2 separate regions of the Sus scrofa genome follow, and region 2 is linked to region 1. A link is a contact called in public Hi-C data. All regions are on one chromosome and are shown on one strand. The core of a region is the stretch at or near the end of the contact, and the rest is flanking DNA. Distances in the headings are between cores, read along the strand shown. Region 1 overlaps ADRA1B (alpha-1B adrenergic receptor). Region 2 overlaps ADRA1B (alpha-1B adrenergic receptor).

Evidence for each region. A called contact is a pair of places that touch in the nucleus more often than the background predicts.
Region 2: a Hi-C map of epiblast stem cells shows a contact between it and region 1, with 1.5 times the contacts expected there. The contact joins two enhancer-like sites. A contact is called at or near these places in 3 of 47 Hi-C or Micro-C datasets (embryonic fibroblasts, epiblast stem cells and heart right ventricle).

What each region holds. Positions count from the first base shown.
Region 1 is chr16:63,601,336-63,604,815 of Sscrofa11.1, reverse strand. ADRA1B (alpha-1B adrenergic receptor) reads left to right here. Exons shown (of 8, transcript XM_021076921.1): 7 at 2,032-3,173. The coding sequence starts at 2,225. Among named protein-coding and RNA genes, the nearest start is that of TTC1, 88 kb to the right of the region's middle. Within about 2 kb of position 1,800, at least 26 of the 83 cell types and tissues checked have an H3K27ac peak or open chromatin away from gene starts, as enhancers often do.
Region 2 is chr16:63,970,311-63,974,197 of Sscrofa11.1, reverse strand. All of the region lies in intron 1 of ADRA1B (alpha-1B adrenergic receptor), which reads left to right. Among named protein-coding and RNA genes, the nearest start is that of ADRA1B, 39 kb to the left of the region's middle. Within about 2 kb of position 1,462, at least 2 of the 83 cell types and tissues checked have an H3K27ac peak or open chromatin away from gene starts, as enhancers often do.

The DNA.
Region 1 (3,480 bases), core at 551-3,050:
AAGAAATAACTCCTGCCATTTGCAACAAGATAGAGGAGACTTTAGGGCATGACAATATGTAAAATAAATTAGACAAAGACAAATACTATATGATATCACTTATATGTGAAATCTAAAAAACAAAAAATTCATAGAAACAGAGTTAAGGTGTGGTCACCAGGGGTTGGGGAGAGGGCGTGGAGTGGGGAGATGTTTGTCAGAGGGTACAAACTTCCAGTTATAAGATGAATAAGTTCTGGGGCTCTAATGTACACTATGTGATTGTACATATAATAGTGTATTATATACATGAAAGTTGATAAAAAGTATAGATCTTAAATGTTCCCACCACAAAGAGAAGTGGTATTTATGTGACTTGATGAGGGTATTGGCTAACACTATAAGGGTAATTATTTTGCAATATATAAGTCTCTCAAATCAACACATTGTATGCCTTAAGCTCACACAATGTTATATGTCAGTTATATCTCAGTAAAGCTGGGGGTGGGAATTTACCCACAACCTTGCTTCCGGGGGAAAAGTGTGACACCGCAGCTAAGTGCTCAACTTTGGATAGACCTGTAGTTGGAAATTCTCTCCTTGATGGTCATATGGATTTAGGCAAAGAATTAAACTTCGCTCTATCTTGGTGTCCCCATAAATGAAAATGATTATAAGAATAGTCCTTCTTTCCGTGGGTAATGGGGAAAAAAAATGCGAGAAGTACTTAGCATGCTTTCTGGGATGGGGGCATGACAACAGTTGGATAAATGTTAACTAACATAAGGCTCTCCCCCAGCATCTTTTGCCATACCTACTCTTCTAAGTACCATTCGGCCACCTTGGGGAGGTGGTGTCCCTATAGCTGAATGTCCAATATGGATATCAGGCAGAAAGGGGAAAAAAAATCAACAAATAATCCAAATCACCCAACTCTCTTCCCCACAAGCCCGAGGTCTCTTATCCCACCCCCACCCCGTCCCACCCCCAGATAGCTCACAGTTTGTCCTTCATTTCTTTGAGGTCTTGACTCAAACATCACTTCAGTGGCATCCCAAACACTTGTATAAAATTTCACATGCCCCCACACACCATCCTGTCACCCCATCCTTGCTTTATTTTCTGTTACACCTGTCAGCAAAGGAATCTGTTTACTTTAAGGTTTGTTTCCTCCCACTGGAATATAAGTTCCCCCAGGGCAGGGATCTCTGTCTACCTGATTCAGTGGCTCTACCCACAGCCCCTAGAACAGACCCCAGGGCAGACAGCAGGCACCCAGTTAACACTGTGTTGAATGAATGAATGAGTGTCTGAGTGAGTGAATGAACGAATGACAAGAAGATTCTGAGTTTTAATTATGAGACCAGAGAGGTTTCGCAAGGATGGGGGCTGGTCTCGGATCTGACTCAAGTCCCTCTCACCTGCCTAACCTTGGAATTCTTCATCTTTTAGCTGCCACACAAGTTGCATAGGCCCCTATATCTGGGTGCTGACTCCAGGCGCCGTTCATTTAAAGGAAAGCACCGCCACCCTACTTTTGAAACTGCAGCCTGCATAGGAGTGAAAAGAGTCCCAGTGGGCCACCTCTGGGTGGGGGACAGGGGGATCCCCGCGCCCGGGTCACTCCTCCTCCCCACCCCTCCCACCGCCTCTTCCCCTCCCCCCACCGGCTTACCCTGGGGGCGGCGGGGGCGCAGCGGGCCTCCAGGCTGAGCCCGGTGGCGGCGGCGTCGAGGCTGCGGGCGCCTTCGCTGGACCCGCATTGCCCCCTAGTGCCGCGCGGAGTCAGGGCGCCGGGCTCCCCCGCCTGATGTCACCGCCGTGCAGTCAGCCCAGAGGCGGCTCATTGAAAGCAGACCCTCCTCGGCGCTGGCTGGGCGGAGGCGCAGCTGTCCGCAGACCCGCCACGGGCCGGGCAGAGCCGGGCGCCCCCTGCCCGGCTGCCCGCTCCTCCCCGCCGCTCCCCGCGAGCCCGGCCCGGCGCGCCTGACGTGGACCATTAAACTTAGAGCTGCCGCCTCGTCCCCTCTCTCCTCCTCCTCCCTCTGACAGGCGAACGAGCGGCTTGGTGCAGGCAGGAGACGTGCTGCCGGGCTGGCCTGCCCGGGGGAGATGACTTCTCGTCAGGAGGGCGCCTCTGGGAAGAAGACCACGGGGGAAGCAAAGTTTCAGGGCAGCTGAGGAGCCTTCGCCGCAGCCCTTCCGAGCCCTGTCACCCCCCTGGCTATGGAGGGCGGACTCTAAAATGAATCCCGATCTGGACACCGGCCACAACACATCAGCACCTGCCCACTGGGGAGAGTTGAAAAATGCCAACTTCACTGGCCCCAACCAGACCTCGAGCAACTCCACACTGCCCCAGCTGGACATCACCAGGGCCATCTCCGTGGGCCTGGTGCTGGGTGCCTTCATCCTCTTTGCCATCGTGGGCAACATCCTGGTCATCTTGTCTGTGGCCTGCAACCGTCACCTGCGGACGCCCACCAACTACTTCATCGTCAACCTGGCCATTGCCGACCTGCTGCTAAGCTTCACTGTGCTGCCCTTCTCAGCGGCCCTGGAGGTGCTGGGCTACTGGGTGCTGGGCCGAATCTTCTGTGACATCTGGGCGGCAGTGGACGTCCTGTGCTGTACAGCCTCCATCCTGAGCCTATGCGCCATCTCCATCGACCGCTACATTGGGGTGCGCTACTCTCTGCAATACCCCACTCTGGTCACCAGAAGGAAGGCCATCTTGGCGCTCCTCAGTGTCTGGGTCTTGTCTACAGTCATCTCCATTGGGCCTCTTCTTGGGTGGAAGGAGCCGGCACCGAACGATGACAAGGAGTGTGGGGTCACTGAAGAACCCTTCTATGCCCTCTTCTCCTCCCTGGGCTCCTTCTACATCCCTCTGGCGGTCATTCTGGTCATGTACTGCCGTGTCTACATCGTGGCCAAGAGGACCACCAAGAACCTGGAGGCTGGCGTCATGAAGGAGATGTCCAACTCTAAGGAGCTGACCTTGAGGATCCACTCCAAGAACTTTCACGAGGACACCCTCAGCAGTACGAAGGCCAAAGGCCACAACCCTAGGAGTTCCATAGCTGTCAAACTTTTTAAGTTTTCCCGGGAAAAGAAGGCGGCCAAGACCTTGGGCATTGTGGTCGGGATGTTCATCTTGTGCTGGCTACCCTTCTTCATCGCTCTCCCACTTGGTAAGTTGGAGCCTTGGCGGAAGGGAATTGGGCATTTTCAGATCTTGGGTTGATTGATGAGCTCACTAGAAAGTTTTTGTGGGATTTGGTTTTTCATGCAGCCTGTGTGTGTTTGGAGGCTGGGGACTGTTGCTTGTTCTGCAAAGGCTTTGCAGATTAGGTAGCTGGCTAAGAACCAACTCAGGTGTTAGTGGAACGTGCTAAGTATGGTACGAGTCACTTGAAATAGAACCACAGGAGGAAAATCTGGTATGTGGAATGACTCATTCAACAGCTTCAGTTTAATAATTAAAAAGGACACTGGATT
Region 2 (3,887 bases), core at 213-2,712, 370 kb before region 1:
TGCAATCCCACTCTTGGGCATATATCCAGACAAAATTTTCCTTAAAAAAACACATGCACCCGCATGTTCATTGCAGCTCTATTCGCAATAGCCAAGACATGGAAACAACCCAAATGTCCATTGACGGATAATTGGATTAGGAAGAGGTGGTATATATACACAGTGGAATACTACTAAGCCATAAAAAAGAATGAAATAATGCCATTTGCAGCAACATGGATGGAACTAGAAACTGTCATCCTGAGTGAAATAAGCCGGAGAAAGACAAATACCATATGATATCACTCATATCTAGTATCTAATATACAGCATAAATGAATTTTTCCACAGAAAAGAGAATTATGGACTTAGAGAATAGACTTGTGGTTGCCCCAGGGGGAGGGGGAGGGAGTGGGATGGATTGGGAGCTTGGGGTTAACAGATGTAAACTATTGCTTTTGGAATGGATTAACGATGAGATCCTGCTGTGTAGCACTGAGAACTATGTCTAGATACTTACAACGAAGCATGACAATGGGAGAAAAAAGTATGTAAGATGTATGTGTAACTGGGTCCCCATGCTGTACAGTGGGGGGAAAAATTGTGTTGGGGAAATAACAACAACAACAAAAAAGTCCTCCAGGGACTGTTCCAGAGTGAGTGAGTGATGAGGTGAAAGATGGCATAAGGGGATACCTGAAAGTAAAACAAAGTAGTCTGGAGCAGGATGGCATTTCCCAAATTCACAGTCCTCATTACCAAGCAGTATGGTTATTCCCTTTTCACTGTTTCTCCATTCTCAAAGAGGAAAGTTTGATGAGTTTTCATTTGATAGAATCCTGGTTTGATGGTCCTTGTTCAGCTCCACTTGAACCAATGTTAATTTCCTTTTTTTTTTTTTTTTTTTTTTTGTAAAGAAGAGCCTTTACCCTGGGCTATAATCCTTTAATAAAATATTGTATATTTTAGCTGGGATTCAATGTAATTGTTCTGCAATTGAGTTTTATGACTATTTTTTAAGTAATACTGTTTTCTCCATTAATAGTACATATAAAGTTTCCTTTTATGTATATTTTTAGCAAAAAAAGAAAGAGATAATCCAAAATTAAGTAAATGAAATATAGGATGTCCACAGGAAAATAAAATCATGAAGGTGGAACACAAATGACTGAATCAAAAATCCCTAGGCTGATAGTTAGAAGGGATAGAATTCTATACAAATTCTGCCCTTCAGAAATTATGCAACCTTGGGAAATTCATTTCCCTTGCCTGAGCTTCTCATTTTCTGATCTGTAAAGTTGGACAAGACAATCACCATGGTTCTGTCTAGCTTGCATATTCTAACATTCAGTCAGGGGAGGTGTCAGAAAAGCCTCCTTGATAGTGGAGGGCTGAGTTGACTTGGAAGGATTTGCTTTGTAGGGAGGTGGGGAACAGTGAGACTGAACAGATGCACCGTGCCAGGGACACGCAGGGTATATTTATTCTCTGGCTATATTTATTCATGCTCACCAGCCCCAAGTTGCCGTCCTTATTTTAGTACTGAATATGTTCGTTTCAGACACCCAAACTTGGAATTGGCCAGTAAATCAATACCAACATGTGACCAATTGATCTCTACCTATTTCCCAGATTTCCTTTCCTTATGACCTTGGAAAAATATGTCTTTACCCTTCTTAAAGAAAATGCTCTTAGTGGGTCCTATTCCCTATTTTCTGACTATTAAGTCTATAGACAACACTTACCAAACTTTTAGCAGGTAGCAGGCACTCTGCAAAGCACTTTAAGCATATTAATTAGCTTAATATTGCAACAGTTTGTAGAGGGAGATACTGCTGTTATCCCTATTTTACGAGGAGACTGGGGCTCAGAGAGTTTAAGTGACTCTTCAAGGTCACATAGCTTATAAGAGACAGAAATGGAGTTCCAGTACAGGTCTGTTGAATTACAAAGCCCATGCTCTGAAATCTTTACATTATCCATTTTTATCATTTTCTGTATCATTTTTTTTTTAAATTGAAAGTGAAAGTCAAAGAGTTGAGAATCTAAAATTGAGAGTTTCTTTTAAAAATTTAAATTCATTCAAGACATGTTAATAGAATGGAGTACTATCATTATTAAAATCACAAGTGTATGGGCTGGGCCAGTGCAGGAAAATGTTTGAGTGAAATACCCTGTGAAGAGGGGAGTGTATGTACTGATTGCAGCTCTGCTAAAGCAGTCTTAATATATAGCGGCATAGACTGTAGAGTATCTGAAGGATTTAGACAGTTCAGAGTGTAATGTGTTTTAGACACTTTTTCTCTGCAAGGTTACATAACTCCTTAATATGCAAATTTATATAGAGAAGTAAGGCAGTTTTTTTGAAAGTGCATAAAAAAGGAGTAATTTGCCCCATTGTGGCTAGAACTCTGGGTTCACACATTATAGGCCCACTTGTAGTATTTAGTGAGCAGGTGATTTCAGGAGAAAATTTTAAAAATTTCTCCTGAATTCCCATTCCTTTCCTGTCCTGAATCAACTTAATTGAATCAGAATTTAGTGAGAATGTTTCTATGCCCAGAAGTTTGTAAATATTTTGGATAGCATCCTCAAGGAAAATGCACATGTGAACACGCTTGTAATACTTTGCACTTTCTGTGGGCCCATAAGCCCCTGGTCTCAGGGGAAGCCCCCTGCTTAAAAAAAATTTCTTCTGGAGTTCCCGTTGTGGCTCAGTGGTTAACGAATCCAACTAAGAACCCTGAAGTTGCGGGTTCCATCCCTGGCCTTGCTCAGTGGGTTAAGGATGTGGCGTTGCCATGAGCTGTGGTGTAGGTTGCAGACTCGGCTCGGATCCTGTGTTGCTGTGACTCTGGCGTAGGCTGGTGGCTACAGCTCCGATTAGACCCCTAGCCTGGGAACCTCCATATGCCGTGGGAGCGGCCTAAGAAAAATGGCAAAAAGACAACAACAACAACAACAACAAAATTCTTCTGAGGTCGCAGCTTGGACAATTGGAATAAAGTTGGGGTGAACCTGAAAGGGTCTGGGTTTCATGGCAGGAGAGCAGAGATGCTCATCCTGGCAGTCTCTTACCTTGGTGTAAGGTCTTGTCATTTTGTTTGCTTTTTGTTTTTAAACAAAGACATTCATGACTCCTTGATCTTCACAGCTACCTTCCAGACCACACAGGGCAAATGATTTACACTGTTGTTTTAAGGGTGCAGATTTGGGAGCTAGTTGCTAGTATTAAAATGCCAGTTACTTACTATCTGTGTAACATTGGACATGCTACTTAGTTTTTTGAAGCTTGTCTCTTCTTCTATAAAGGGGAGATGATGATAATGATGATGAGAAGGAGGAGGACACTGCGTAGCTCCCTGGGTGGTTGTGAACATTCACTGATACATGTCATGTAGGCACAGAGAAAACCCTAAGTATGGTCACTTTCCATATCCACAGGTTCTCAATCCTCAAATTCAAACCCAAATGCAGATCAAAAATATTTGGAAAAAAATTCCAGAAAGTTCCAGCAGGCAAAACTTGAATTTACATAGCACTTACACTGTATTGACAACTATTTACATAGCATTTACATTGTACTAGGTATTATAAGTAATTTAGAGATAATTTAAATTATACAGGAGGCTGTGTCTAGGTAATATGCAAGTACTATGCCATTTAGGATAAGGGATTGAGCATCCTTGCATTTTTTTTTAATATTTTTTTTTTTATTTTCCCACTATACAGCAAGGGGGTCAGGTTATCCTTACATGTATACATTACAACTACATTTTTTCCCCCACCCTTTGTTCTGTTGCAACATGAGTATCTAGACATAGTTCTCAATGCTATTCAGCAGGATCTCCTTGTACATCTATTCTAAGTTGTGTCTGATAAGCCCAAGCTCCGATCCCTCCCACTCC